2 separate regions of the Ovis aries genome follow, and region 1 is linked to region 2. A link is a contact called in public Hi-C data. All regions are on one chromosome and are shown on one strand. Each heading gives the region's core, a stretch centred on a gene start, on an enhancer-like site or on the middle of the called end of the contact. The rest is flanking DNA. Distances are from core to core; before and after follow the strand shown. Region 1 has its middle 92 kb from the start of TM2D1. Region 2 overlaps NFIA (nuclear factor I A).

Evidence for each region. Hi-C and Micro-C count contacts between places; a contact is called where the count stands out from the background.
Region 1: a Hi-C map of tail adipose tissue shows a contact between it and region 2, with 3 times the contacts expected there. The contact joins two enhancer-like sites. A contact is called at or near these places in 3 of 16 Hi-C or Micro-C datasets (hypothalamus, mesenteric adipose tissue and tail adipose tissue).

Annotation. Positions count from the first base shown.
Region 1 is chr1:36,865,440-36,872,359 of ARS-UI_Ramb_v3.0, reverse strand. No RefSeq gene overlaps it. Among named protein-coding and RNA genes, the nearest start is that of TM2D1, 92 kb to the left of the region's middle. Within about 2 kb of position 4,864, at least 9 of the 54 cell types and tissues checked have an H3K27ac peak or open chromatin away from gene starts, as enhancers often do. A contact at or near this core is called in tail adipose tissue, where this site is marked.
Region 2 is chr1:36,707,909-36,714,621 of ARS-UI_Ramb_v3.0, reverse strand. It overlaps NFIA (nuclear factor I A), which reads right to left. Exons shown (of 10, transcript XM_060410138.1): 10 at 1-644. The coding sequence ends at 568. Among named protein-coding and RNA genes, the nearest start is that of TM2D1, 250 kb to the left of the region's middle. Within about 2 kb of position 2,676, at least 27 of the 54 cell types and tissues checked have an H3K27ac peak or open chromatin away from gene starts, as enhancers often do. A contact at or near this core is called in tail adipose tissue, where this site is marked.

The sequences.
Region 1 (6,920 bases), core at 3,615-6,114, 160 kb before region 2:
GTTTGTAATCACGTTAGATCTCTGATGTTTAACCGTGTGTATTATCCAGTGGGTTAGATTCATTTGTCTGTTCATTCATTCATAAGCAGTTGAGCGCAGTGGCTGTATGCTGGTCCTGGACTCGGACCAGACACTGCCCTTGTCCTCAGATGGGGCTTACATTTTACGCGTGAAATCAATCATAGGTTATAGGGGAGGCATGAAGTCTTTTCTCCTCCCTAAGTACGAATCCCTGAGCTGGATCTGACACACCGCTGTGATGACGATCCCTACCTCCAGATTCCTTACCGTCAGCTCCTTAGAGCCCATTCCTATTGGCTGGGAAATTCTCCAGCAGTTGTCCGAGTCCCCACCTTTGGTTTCCGTGGCGGCAGAGGGATCTGCTTCGAGTGCCCTCAGATTCCTGTAGGTGGAGCCAAACCCCCTGGCTGAGACGCTGGGCTTGCTCCCTCCGCAGGCCCCGGTGGGCGGGCGGGCGCGTTTCAAGCCACCTCCCTCCCTCTCTCTCCTCTCTTGTGCGGTCCCCTCCACATCCCCACCAACCGAGTGGGTCGGAAGGGAAATCGTGCCAGACTTGGAGACGACTGCCAGGTTTCTCTCAAGTCTTGGCTTAACAAAGGAAAGCAAATTACAAAAATGGAAATTTTCAAACCAGCGTTCAGTGGTATTCAGATCGACGTTTGGGTAGCACGCAGGCACAGACCGCATTCGTGCTATTTTGTGATTAAAATGATACGGAAAATACCTCCTTGCTGGGGTTTTCTTCTTCCAAAACGACTTGTTACTTTCCCTTTGCGAATTTCCCCTTTCTTTGGGGAGCGGCAGCCCCCTGACCACTCTAGAACTGCTAACATCTGTTGAAATCTTGCCTCTGCTGACTTTTTTTCCTCTTAAGAGTTGAACTTTAAAAAATGCCTGCAATTCGCAGTCTGGAGAAATCTAGATAAAGAAGAAGTTTCTAGGCACTTGCCCAGGGAGTCTTGCGTTCTGTGTAAGGAACTCCGAGTTCTGTGACAGCGTGAATGTCTTTCCTTTTCACCTCCATCCGAGAAGGATACCTGAATATGAATCTTGCCAGAAACACATGCTGCCTTATTCTCCTCTCCACTTGAATGGTGTGCTCTGTCTCATCCTTTAAAAAATGGTTTTAAAATGGCCATTGAGTTGGGTTTTCAATGATTTTACAGTGAAGAAAAAAAAAAAAAAAGAGGGGGGAAAAAAAAAAGCCTGATCATGTCCTCCTTGCTAATTTTTGCAGTTGCTAGACAGGCCCTGTCCCAAGTGGGTTTGTGAGAAAGGCGCTCCCATTGTTAGTCCGCTCCCCCACCTCACTCCCCCAGACGGTACCATTTCTTTCCTTGGAAGCTTTGACTGTCTCCTTCTTACACAGCTGTGTTTGCAGTGCCTGGAGACAGGTGGGGGAGCAGCCTCCAGGCCAAAGCTGCCAATTCTCTCTCTAAGGACTGTCTGACTAGCTATTAAAATTTAAAGATCACACACGTGCACACACACTTTTTTGGTAGCGGTCATTCTTTGTTATATAGGGGCAGCTGTACTACCAATTAGCCAGACTGATAATACTAGAGGTCACAGCCATTCTGTTTGTATTCTCCAGCCCACATGAGCATTGTGTGCATGCGTGCAAAGTCACTTCAGTCGTGTCTGACTCTTTTTGACCCTATGGACCGCAGCCCACCAGGCTCCTCTGTCTATGGGATTCTCCAGGCAAGAATACTGGAGTGGGTTGCCATGCCCTCTTCCAGGGGATCTTCCCAGCCCAGGGCTCAAACCCACATCTGTTATGCCTCCTGCCTTGGCAGGCAAGTTCTTTACCACTAGCACCACCTGGGCTAAGGCTACATCTTTTTTGTTTTTTTGGTGGCACTCAGAGGCATGTAGATCTTAGTTCCCTGACCAGAGATTGAACCTGTGCCTCCTGCTACGGAAGTACAGAGTCCTAACCACTGGACTTCCAGGGGAGTCCGATGGCCACATCTTTCTAGGCACCATAGATGGCCTGACCCTGAGGCCTTGGCCCAGTGTGGGGACAGATTAGGATCGTTGCTGCTCATCTCAACAGGTAACCGTGGGCAGTCTTCAGGCAGTGGTCACAGTAAGAGGTCCTTGTTGGTTGGGGCCTACACGAAAGAGAATTCTCTGCCTGGGTCAATTAAGAGCAGATAAGTCAGACTAGACTGGTCATGTTTTTCAGACTTTGGAATGGAAGGATGATTTTTCCAGACTGGATCACACACCCTGTGGTTTCACCCTGAGGATTCTAGCTCTGAGCACCTTGTCCTCTTTAGGACCCTTATGCCTTATCTTTGGAGAAGGCAATGGCACCCCACTCCAGTGCCCTTGCCTGGAAAATCCCATGGACAGAGGAGCCTGGTGGGCTGCAGTCCATGGGGTTGCTAAGAGTCAGACACGACTGAGTGATTCACTTTCACTTTTCTCTTGCATGCATTGGAGAAGGAAATGGCAACCCACTCCAGTGTTCTTGCCTGGAGAATCTTAGGGATGGGGGAGCCTGGTGGGCTGCCATCTATGGGGTCGCGCAGAGTCGGACACGACTGAAGTGACTTAGCAGCAGCATGCCTTATCTTTTGCTGTTGCCTTCTCTTGGAATTCCCCCTCCCCCATCCTCTGCTCTACTGACAAACTCTTGTCTTTCAAGACTTCTCAAATGCAACCCCTCTGAAGTCTTTCATAGCTATCACCATGTGTCAGTACCCCATGTAGAGTTCATCACCCTGTTATCTGTCCAATAGAACTCTATTGCTTGATTTATGCAACATACTCACCATATTATGCGTATTTTCATGCCTTTTTCTCCCTGAGAGCATAGGCAGGGAACACATCTTATTTACCTCATGACCCTCACACTAAAAATTCTCAAGAAAAAAAATCTCATGAATAAAGAAAGAAAAGTCCTTGTTTTTTAGACGTTTTCAAAGAGGAAATTTGTTTTCTTTCAGGTTGTTCTAGTTCAAGGGCCAGACTTCTATGACTGTGTCCGCGGAACTAAGAGTAAAAATGCTTGATTTATGTTAAAGTCTGATTTTAATATCTCAGAGACATTCTTCTGCTTATGGTAAGTTTGATATGCATGTAGGTGGAAAATTTCTATATCCCCACCATCTGATTAATGCATCTGTTCTTACAAAATCTGATGAAGCAGAATATCATCACAAGCATGGGAACTTGTGGGGATGATGGAGTCCTATTGTTTGGTGCTTCCCAGGTGGTGCCAGTGGTAAAGAACCCGCCTGCCAATGCAGGAGATGTAAGAGATGTGGGTTCCATCCCTGCGTTGGGAAGATCCCCTGGAGGAGGGCATGGCAACCCACTCCAGTATTCTTGCCTGGAGAATCCCATGGACAGAGGAGCCTGGTGGGCTATAGTCTGTGGGGTCTCAAAGAGTCAGCCACAACTGGAGTGACTTATCATCGTCATTTGGAGCAGTCTTACAAGTTATACTAACTAGTTGTTATTTATTAGACTTTGTTTGCTGAATTGCTCAAGCTCGAAACCTGGAAATGTCCTTGGGACTTCTTTCTCCCTCACTTCCCACGTCTGGTTATCTCCAATCATGTCACTTCTCCAAAATCTCTCTCAGATGTGTCCACTGTTCTCCATCTCTGCCATTGCGCCATTCCAGGCCACTATCACTTCCCATCTGGACTGTTGCCAAGGCTTCTAGTTAGTCTTTCTGCTTCTTGTCTTGCCTGACTCCCACCCTGTCACTCCCTGGGCAGCCACTTTTTCAGTGACTGCACTGAACATAATCCTTTACATGGCATAGTGTGGTCTGGCTCCTGCCTATATTTTGAGCCTCTTTCTCACTGCATATACTAGCCTTCAGGTCCTTGAACTTGCCACAGCCCAGCCTACTTCAGAGTTTATCCTTGTGCTTACTTCTCCTGGGAATAATCATTCTCTCCCTTGGATCACTTCCCATCTTTCAGAAATCAATTTCAGTGGCACTTTCTTGGAGATGTGTCCCCTCCTTCTCCTCCCCACTTCCTCTCTCCTGGATAGATCAGGTCCCCATCAGGTTCCTCCTGATGCCCTATTTTTTCTTCATGTTAATCATCACAAGTTACAGCACTAGTGGTAACGAACCTGCCTGTGAACATGAGAGACATAAGAGAAGTAGGTTCAATCACTGGGTTGGGAAGATTCGCTGGAATAGGGCATGGCAATGTACTCCAGCATTCTTGCCTGGAGAATTCTATGGACAGAGAAGCCTGGCAGGCTACAGTTCATTGCATGGCAAAGAGTCAGACATGACTGAAGCAATTCAGCATGCACAGTGATAAAATTATTGATATTTTTTATTTTACGTCTGTCTCTGTAACCACAGTAGATCACACGAAAGCAGAGATCTTGATTCTTTATTCAAAAGAGTTGACCTGGGTACCGAAAACCTAACATATAGTAGGTTGTCAAGAAATACTCTGGCTAGTGTTGCAATAAAAAATGTAACAGGTTGTGTGTAGCAGGCCTGTGACACGAAAGTTTCATGCAAAAAAATAAATGGTAATCTGAAATAAGACTCAAAGATGTTTATGCACACAGAGCAAGCGAGGGCAAGACTTGAGTTATGATATGATATCCCACAGCCTTTCTCCACTGCTATTTGAAAAATAAGAAGAGAACAAGAACAAAAATATTTGTCTTACAGCTCTACCAAGATTCAGCCCTCCCCTTTCTCTCCCCCTTGCATCAAGTACATCCTGTACTTTTGGCAACATGTTGACTGGATATTTAAAAGCTGTGAACTGTTCTGAAAATTTCACATACTGGGTTATGGGCCATGTGTGTTTGATCAAAATTCAATTACTACGCTGTACCATACTTGGAAACCTATCATCCCAAGTTATGAAGTATGACGAAATAGGCGAACCTAATTGGTTCAGTATGGGAACAGTATCAACCAAGCTTGTTATGATAAATAGCTTCCTGTGTTAAAGGTTCTCTAGAGCTTATAAGTATCTTGGCTCACCTCCTTCAGTGGAATAAGAATATTGCTCCCAGGGACCCCCTAGATCACTGCCCCTCCAATGGAACGGCAATTGAGGGTTTTCTTCAACTTACTCCCCCTGAAAAAGAAAAATTCTGTGCAATTTTTCCTCTTTCTTATCGTTTCTTCATTTATAATTTGAGCACCTGGGAACTTCTTTAGCTTCTTCTTCCCCAGAAAAAACCAATTTTACAAAATTATGAAGTATTCCAAATATAGGAATATAGAGCAAACATCAGACATCCATGTACCCACCACTCAGAATTAATAAATAATCATTTTTTCCCCCTATTTCCCTCAGATTTTTTCTCTTTGTTTTTTATGAATCCATTTGATTGCTTCTTGGGACCAAAGATGGACCACTGTTTATTAAATCACAGTGTTCATGAGATTTATGACTTCAGTCCTGACATACTCCAACACATTTGAATCAAATGCGTCTTATCACAGAGTGGTACTTGTAAGTGGTAAGTTTTTTCAGGTGTTGAAATAGACTCAGTGAGAATTCCTGGTCTATGTTGTAAATAAGATTTCAAGGATCCTTGGAGGAGGAGTGTTGTTGGAGGTGTGGCCAGAGAGATCAAGACATTGTCTTAACAGTTCAGAAAGGATAAACAAATAGAACAGAAACTATTCCCCTGCTCTGTGGCCATCATGGGCATATACACATAATTTTTCTTTAGAAGTTGGATTGTTTAGATGTTTTGGGTTGAGTTAGAAGTATGCCTTTCTAGTGATCTCAGTAAAGGACGAAACAGTTGGATGATTGTCATCTTAACTTCTAGCATTGGCATTTTCCTTAGACGTCAGGTTTAAGGCCAGGAAAGTTTACATATATTTTTTGTTAATTAATTTTTATTGCAGTATAGTTGCTTTACAATATTGTATTGCCTTCCACTGTACAGCAAAATAAATCAGCCATACATTTACATATATCTCCGTCTATTCTGTACATAGTATGCGTAATGTGTATGCGTCAATCGCAACCTCCCAATTCCTCCCGCCCCACCCCTTTCCCCTTGATATCCATACCTTTGTTCTCTACATCTATGTTTCTATTTCTGCTTTGCAAATAAAGTCATCCGTACCATTTTTCTAGATGCTGCATATATGTGTTAATATATGATATTTGTTTTTCTCTTCCTGACTTCCTTTATTCTGTATGGCAGTCTCCAGGTTCAGTCACATCTCTACAAATGACCCCGTTTTGTTCCTTTGTATGGCTGAGTGGTATTCCATGTATATATGCACCACATCTTCTTCATGCATTCCTCTTCTGATGGATATTTAGGATGCTCCCATGTCCTGGCTCTTATCAACAGAGCTGCAGTGAACTTTGGGGTGCATGTGTCTTTTTAATGTTTGCATGTATCTATCTTGAATTCAAGTCATCTGTTGGCAGTGACTTTCTCATACTTGCTCTCATTTTGTTCACCATTTTTATTAGACCATCCTCTCTATTCCTTTGACAAAAATACATAATGCTAAATCTGAGTGTATCCCCTGGAAAAAAATCTTGTGTTCCATAAAAAGTTGTTTTGGTAAAATACAGGAGCCTTAGTTTGTCCTTGACAACAATTCATCAATCATGAATGCTGCAATATACAACCAAGACACAGAGAAAGATCCTTGGAGAAGATAAATATGCAAACCCACACAATGGGACCCCACTCCAGTACTCTTGCCTGGAGAATCCCATGGACAGAGGAGCCTGGTGGGCTGCAGTCCATGGGGTCGCAAAGAGTCGGACACGACTGAGCGACTTCACTTTCACTTTTCACTTTGACTTTTCACTTTCATGCATTGGAGAAGGAAATGGCAACCCACTCCAGTATTCTTGCCTAGAGAGTCCCAGGGATGGGGGAGCCTGGTGGGCTGCTGTCTATGGGGTCGC
Region 2 (6,713 bases), core at 1,427-3,926:
GATTCACTGTCCTTCCGGGCCATGTTACCTAGTTAACGGCTGACTGCTGAACCAAACCAAACTAAAAGAAAAAACAAAAAAGGAACATAACTGCGATTTCTTTTTCCAATATGTTACAGAAAAACATTGCCCTTTGACTGTCCCGTAAGTTATATATATTGCAGATCTCAGCTACTACAAAAGATTTAGTTCTCCAAGCGCCTCCTGATTGCTCAAAGAGGCTCACACCAGTATGGGTAAATTCATGAAATACTGTGAAACGGCGGGCTCTGTAAAGAAAGTGTGTTACAACAGGAAGTCAGTGAGCAAGGGTCGACCTTCTCTAGCCACACTGCCTAATGCTCACGCAACCACGGAAACACTTCAAATGTTACAAAGCCCAACCATTTCCAGCACCATATGAGAAAATTACAACAGTTCCTAAAGTATTAAAAAAAAAAATCCCAAAAGGTTATGGCCTTTGCTGTTGGACCATAATGCTTGCTGTTTCCATGTACAAGTTGATTTGATTCTCCCCTTCCAGTGACAGTGAAGTTGTAACCGCGCTGGGTTGAGGATGCGTCCATGTTACAGAGTTGAGAAGGGGTCAGGTGGTCTGTCTGGTGGATGGTGGGACGCTGCGACTTTTATCCCAGGTACCAGGACTGGAAGACAAGAGGAAAAGCGCAATTAGAGCCACAATTTGGAAAATAACACATTTTAACAGTGGCCTTTCCACTGGTGAAATCAAGATCTGTGTTAGGGGTAAAGGGCGGTTTTCACCGGTAAAAGTAAAAGAATGACGAACAGTAGAGCTTAAGACCCTGAAACTGCTCCTACTCTCCTGAAACTGGAGTTCAGTGTCTTTGCTGGGGGCTGCCAATGCTCTGAGTGTAACCTGCACAACCAAGTACTTATGCCTACTTGAAAGACATGCATGGTACGGACGCTCCAATCTGGCGAGGGCAGCTGTAGCAGAGCAGGAAGCTCTATCACCTGGTTTTTGATTGAACCCTCAGCGCCTAGCTCAGTGCCTGGAATACAGGCTTCCAAACAAAGCAGAGGGGAATGAATGGAGAATGGGTGAAGGGAGAGGGTTTATATCATCATGGATGTCTTCTCTGATGAATCTCACGGCATCTCCTTTTCAATGAGAAGTTATCATAATGTTCTTGTAACAGGCACAGAGGATCAAAACCGACAGAAGAGTAAATGGAGCTCAAGCAGGGCAAGTGCTGTACCAAGAATCCTGGGTGACTTTGGAGAAGTCCTAGTATTTCTCTTCTACTCAGTCTCCTTAGATGTGCATGAGGTAGATTTTACGATGTAAAATGCTCCTCTCAGCTCAATATTTCTAAAATAAAATGTTTAAAAATGACATATAATCGTCAACTGGTATCAAAGATTTTACCATAGCGTCCAAAGGAAAAAACGAGGCCACGGGCACAGCCCTCACGCGTGCTTTTGCTCCTTTGACGTTTATTTACAGCCTTGCATCTAACTGCCGGACCCAGTTACCAGTTGCCTTTTCCTTTCATGAGCCCTTAGGTGGTTAGCTTTGGCAATAGTCTGGCGATACGTCGCTCTATACGCTGGCACTTCTTTCTCTGTTAGCTAAACAAAGTGACCAATTACGGTTTAGTATCAGAGTCAGTTTCTCAAGTCAGATAAAAAAGTACATGGCTTTTGCCAACTTTTCTCCACAGCTACCCTACCAAATTCACCACATTTATTCACAGAAAAATCATCAACCTCAAGCAAAATTAAACGCTTCTGAAACCTCTGAGTTGACAGTATTAGAAAGGGCTGCATTTGGGTTGACTCAGTCAGATGAAGGCTCATCCGTGTCCAAGAGATTCAATTAGGTAAAGCAAGGACTCGTTTGATTCCAGGATAAATGGCAAAATGATAGCTACATGGAGGTTGGGATAAGATTTCCTAGTCACACAAGCTACCTTTGATTTCCAGAGGACTTGAAGGGAAAAAAAAAAAAAAAAAAGAAAAGCCTGAAGTCTAAACCGAAAAACTGCTCATCCTGTATACTTTCAGATGTTATTCTTTGACCACATGCTTTGAGGAGCACAATAAAGCCTCTTGTGTCCTGAAAGGAAATCATCCTGGCAAATACACAGGGCCTAAATCGAACTGGACAAAAGAAAGAAGAGGGGGGAAGAGAGGAGTCAGGAGGCAGTCTCCAAACCGTATTTCTAGCTGGACTCCCGCATAGCTGACGCAGATCCGAGATAGAGCCGAGTTCTCCCTGGAACCAAACAGTCTCAAACTTGGGATGCGGCGGGTCACGCTGACAATGTCTGTTCTCACACTTTCTAAGTCAGTTGTGAAATTCCAGACTTTAAATCTGACGCTGCGTCGTAGTTCTCAAAGCAAGCGCCTGGGACTCAGTGAGTCAGTAGGGGGAGCAGTTTTCCATTCCACAGTTTCTGGACACAACCTCAGTGCACTACAAAAATCTGCAGTGCCTCTACACTTCTCTTAAAAAGCAAAGCAAAGGAAAAAAAGTTTCTTCACACATCTTACTATTCAGTGTGTGCCTTGCCGACAAGGTTACCCCAGAGCAGCTCTGTAATCCTTCACTGAAATAGGCTTTATTGATTGCTCTGGTCTATTGTTCTCTTTTCAAGTCCCCCAAGTTCAAGTTCATCCTGGTGTTACATCATGTCTGGTTGCTAAGAGCAACCAGACAGACCCAGACGTGACTATCATTAGCAAGAAACCCTCCGCTCTCCTCCCACCAACCTTCCAGTGGCTCTGACGTAGCAGGCCCACTGCAAACACATTGAAGTATTTATTCTGCCTAATTTATGACCTACCCAGCAAGCGAGACCCCCACTCCAAAAACCAACACTGTTGTATATTTAATTAATCTGTCTTTCTCTGGCACTTGGGAAAGTTAGACAAAGGACTAATTATTGTGTTTCACTCTCCACACTTTTCTTTTGGGGGTGTGTGTGTGTGTGAATATTTGCATGGGAAAGAAAACTACAGGCCCGGCATTGGCTGTTCCCCCCCTCCTTTTCTTTTTGCCCTATTGACATTTCATGAAATACTTTAGCTGCTTAAGGGAATTAGAAAAAAAATGCGATGTGAATGTTACTCCTTCTGAGTTGGTATTCAGTAACACAAATCAACTCATGACATGTTTAAATTTAAATGCTAACCACACACTCTCAGAGTTACTTTAAAGGTTAGTTTTTAATCAATAGAAGTTGCTGACTCCGGGTTTTTGAGCTGCGCAGTGCAGCTCTTGGGCTTTTGTCTAACGTTAAAGCTTTCAAACTTTTTTTTTTTTCCTTGAGATGATTTTAGCAATGATTTGCAGACACAGAAGACTATTGTGCTCTGACCAGCAACATGTCACCAGAGAGAGTTGCCCTGGGGTGGGGTGTCAATATGACTCCTGAAGGCCTGGGTTGGGGGTCTTTAATAAGCCGTGAAAAAAACTTAATTAACCCTTTCAGGCCCAAACCAAAACCTATTCTTAAACTTTTTCACTCCTGTAATTTGACCATTAGTCCTTATTTCAACATTACACTAATCTTCATGACAATTAACCCAGCTACTTGACCAAGGCTTTCCAGAATGGGAAGTCAGCTGGTTAGGGGAACTACACAGGGAATTTTTTTCCCTTTTGAATGAGGGCTCCTTGATTAAATCATTTATTCATAGTGATGGCAGATAAGCAACTAAAATACTAAAAAATAGAACCCATTCATTTCATCAAATGTTCTCATGACTAGTTTGTAGCTGAAGGCCTTCCTTAATTCCATTATGATGAGTGTGATAGCTGCACATGTCTAAGCCACTCGATTTTTAAAAACTTCCATGAACTATGAATAATGTGCAATAGACAAGATAATGTTTGTAAAAGCCCATTTTTCTCTTGTGATATTCTCTTACAAAATCTATAATTCAAGGTGTGCAAGTTGCAAAACATTACTTGACGAATAATTCTGGGCATTTTCTTGTTGGGTTGTACAAGAAAAATATGAAAGAAATCTGAGACTGTTAAATTGTTGGGGTTGAGGAGCAAATCACTGGGAAAATGTTGCCACATTAAACAAAATTCATTGATGGAGAGTCAAAAAATTATCTTCAGATATTTACTAACACAAGCTTAGGTTTCATACGGTTTCTGCCTTCATATTTTATAGCCCTTTAATCTAATCTACTGTATCCAGATGGACTACAAAGGAACCCCTGTCCCTCATCTACAGTGAATTTCAATATTACAATAGAATATCGGATGATGTTATCTTGATACATTTACATTAAGGAAGTAAACACAGAGCTTTGATCTATCTTTTCTTTTTTTTTTTCCCTTGGGAACTCTCAGCTATAGTTGTTTGGGAGGTCCATAAATCCAAACTCCCACAGAGGCTAGAGTTAAGGAAAATTACTGTTACATTCACAGTGTCTACAGCTTGGGATGTGCTAAGGTGGTGAGGAGGGGGCTGGAAGTGGGGCTGATTGTCCTCTCTCAGTGTTCAAGGTGAAACATCAAAAGAAATCTGCAGTCCAGGACCAGAGCTCAGCTTTCCTCTTCTCCAGTCAAATGAAGAAGTAATCTCATCAGGTTGGAAAGTGCTGACTAAGGATTTAATAAAGTGCCTGCAGATGTGGCGTCTCTAAGGTATTCAATTCATGTAATGCAAAACAGCTCCACACTGAATGTGCTTATAAAATTTCATTTAACCATTGCAGCATGACTCCCCCCCACGCCACACCCCACTTTTTTCTAAGGAGTTTTATCACACTTCCCGCCCCTTAATTTACAGCTCCATGAAAGTTCGAATCCCATTCTGCCAGGATTCTGGAATATTCACAGTAGTCAGGTTTTATGAACCATAAACAACATCTATCCGGCTTCATCACAAGCAGGAAGCCTGAAATGGCACTCAGTACCTTTGACGGTGGCAGTCTCTTTCCTTTCCTATCTGAAGGGGAGAGCAATTAGGAAACCGAGGCTATTTTCCAAAATTTGGTCATAAGTGTGCCTAAAACATGGTTGATGAAGGCTCAGTTTCTTTAGTTAACATCAAACATTCTAATGTAAATAATGAATTTTAAAATGGCTTTTATATGCACTTTTGACTAAAAGGGCAGAATGCATATTTCAGAAACAAAAGGAAATGCAAGTCTGTTTGAGATAGCTGTATTTTACTTTAACCAAAAAAAAGAGAGGGTGCTGCGGTGGGGGGTGGGGAGGGCGGAACAGACTGTGACGCAGCAGAATCTGTTTTTCAAATCAAAAAGTTAAACAAAAGGCCTCAAGGGCAAAGTTGAACACCGCGGAAGGAGGTTGTTAATGTGGAATCCAGAACTGGGTGTGACACTTTGCTTTCTTCTCCAGGCAAGGTGGGTTATTTCAGGACATTTCACACACAGAAAGCAGAAACGTGCAAATCCAGGGAGGCCTCTGCCCCCACTCTCCACTCCTTCATACTCCATCAGCCCCTGAAGAGGATGCTGCCAACTAGCACTGCAGGAGTTGCGGTCAACATCTTGACTTCTCTCTGGAGGAGATGCTATCTCTGCTGGGTCATTAATCCAGTTAGTCATTTTTGGCTTCCTGCTCTTGTTTGGATGAGTGAAAGCCCACTGTTTAGCCCAAATGAGCTGTCCTTGGCAAATCAGCCAGAAGCCGGGTAGCCTCCCCTGCCTCCTTCTGATCCAGTGGAAATGGACAAGGCCTTGGAGTCCACTCCCGGTTTCTGACGTTAGTATACCTCATTTGGGAGTACTTCACTTATTTAGCGCATCCTACTGTGCGCTTGATAACACTAGGCTCTGGGAATATGAGTACAACAAATATGGTACCTGCTCCCAAGGAGTTGTCCTGCAGAAAGAAGGTCCTGGATCTTAGACTTCAGTATCCTTCAAGAGACCAGTTACCCTGCTATTCTCATAGCTGGATGTTTGAAAACGAATGTCAGCTGATTAGGCTGAGTATTCAATGTCCAAGGGACCCAGGACCGAGTCCTATTTTTTCCACTGACTAGTTGTGTGACTTCAAGAAAGCACGACTCTGTCCTTGGGCCCCTAGAAGACTACTGTAGGGCCATTCTTCATGGCCTGGGGATACTGGTTTCTTCTGACAAAGGTGACACCCTGCACCCAGGAGTCAGTTATTGGTCTTGCCAGCCACAGGCTGTGATCTCTGCAGCCATTTTTCTTGTCTGATTTTGTTAAAGAAAGTCTGCTTTCAATAATGCTAAACCCAAGACTTGTTTATTGTACAGGAAGTTATTAAAACAGTAATGGGCCATGATTGGCCCTGCTCACCTTTGCGCCTTATCTTTTCGCTGCTTATACTCAACACTTGGGCTGTGTTACACTTCTTCCAGGTCCCCCAAAGACAAATGCTTTCTCCCTGCTGGAACTTGGCAGAGCTAGCCCTCCCTCCTTACCTTTGCTCACACTTGCTAGTCCTTGCTTTTTCAGATTAGCAGTCCCTTCTTCCAAAGGGTCTTTCTCCAGGCCTCTAGTTCCTGAGTTTACCTCTGTCACAGTCACTGAACTGTAACTGCCTATTTTCTCCCCAAGAAAACAAACTGTCTTCTTGTGTCTGGCATCTCTGGGGTCTTGCCTGGTGATTTAATAAACACTGTTGAATAAAGGAAGAAATCTCCAAGGTTCCAAAAGTGAAAAGTGAAAGTGTTAGTCCTTCAGTTGTGTCCAGCTCTTTGCGAGGCCATGGACTGTAGCCCACCAGG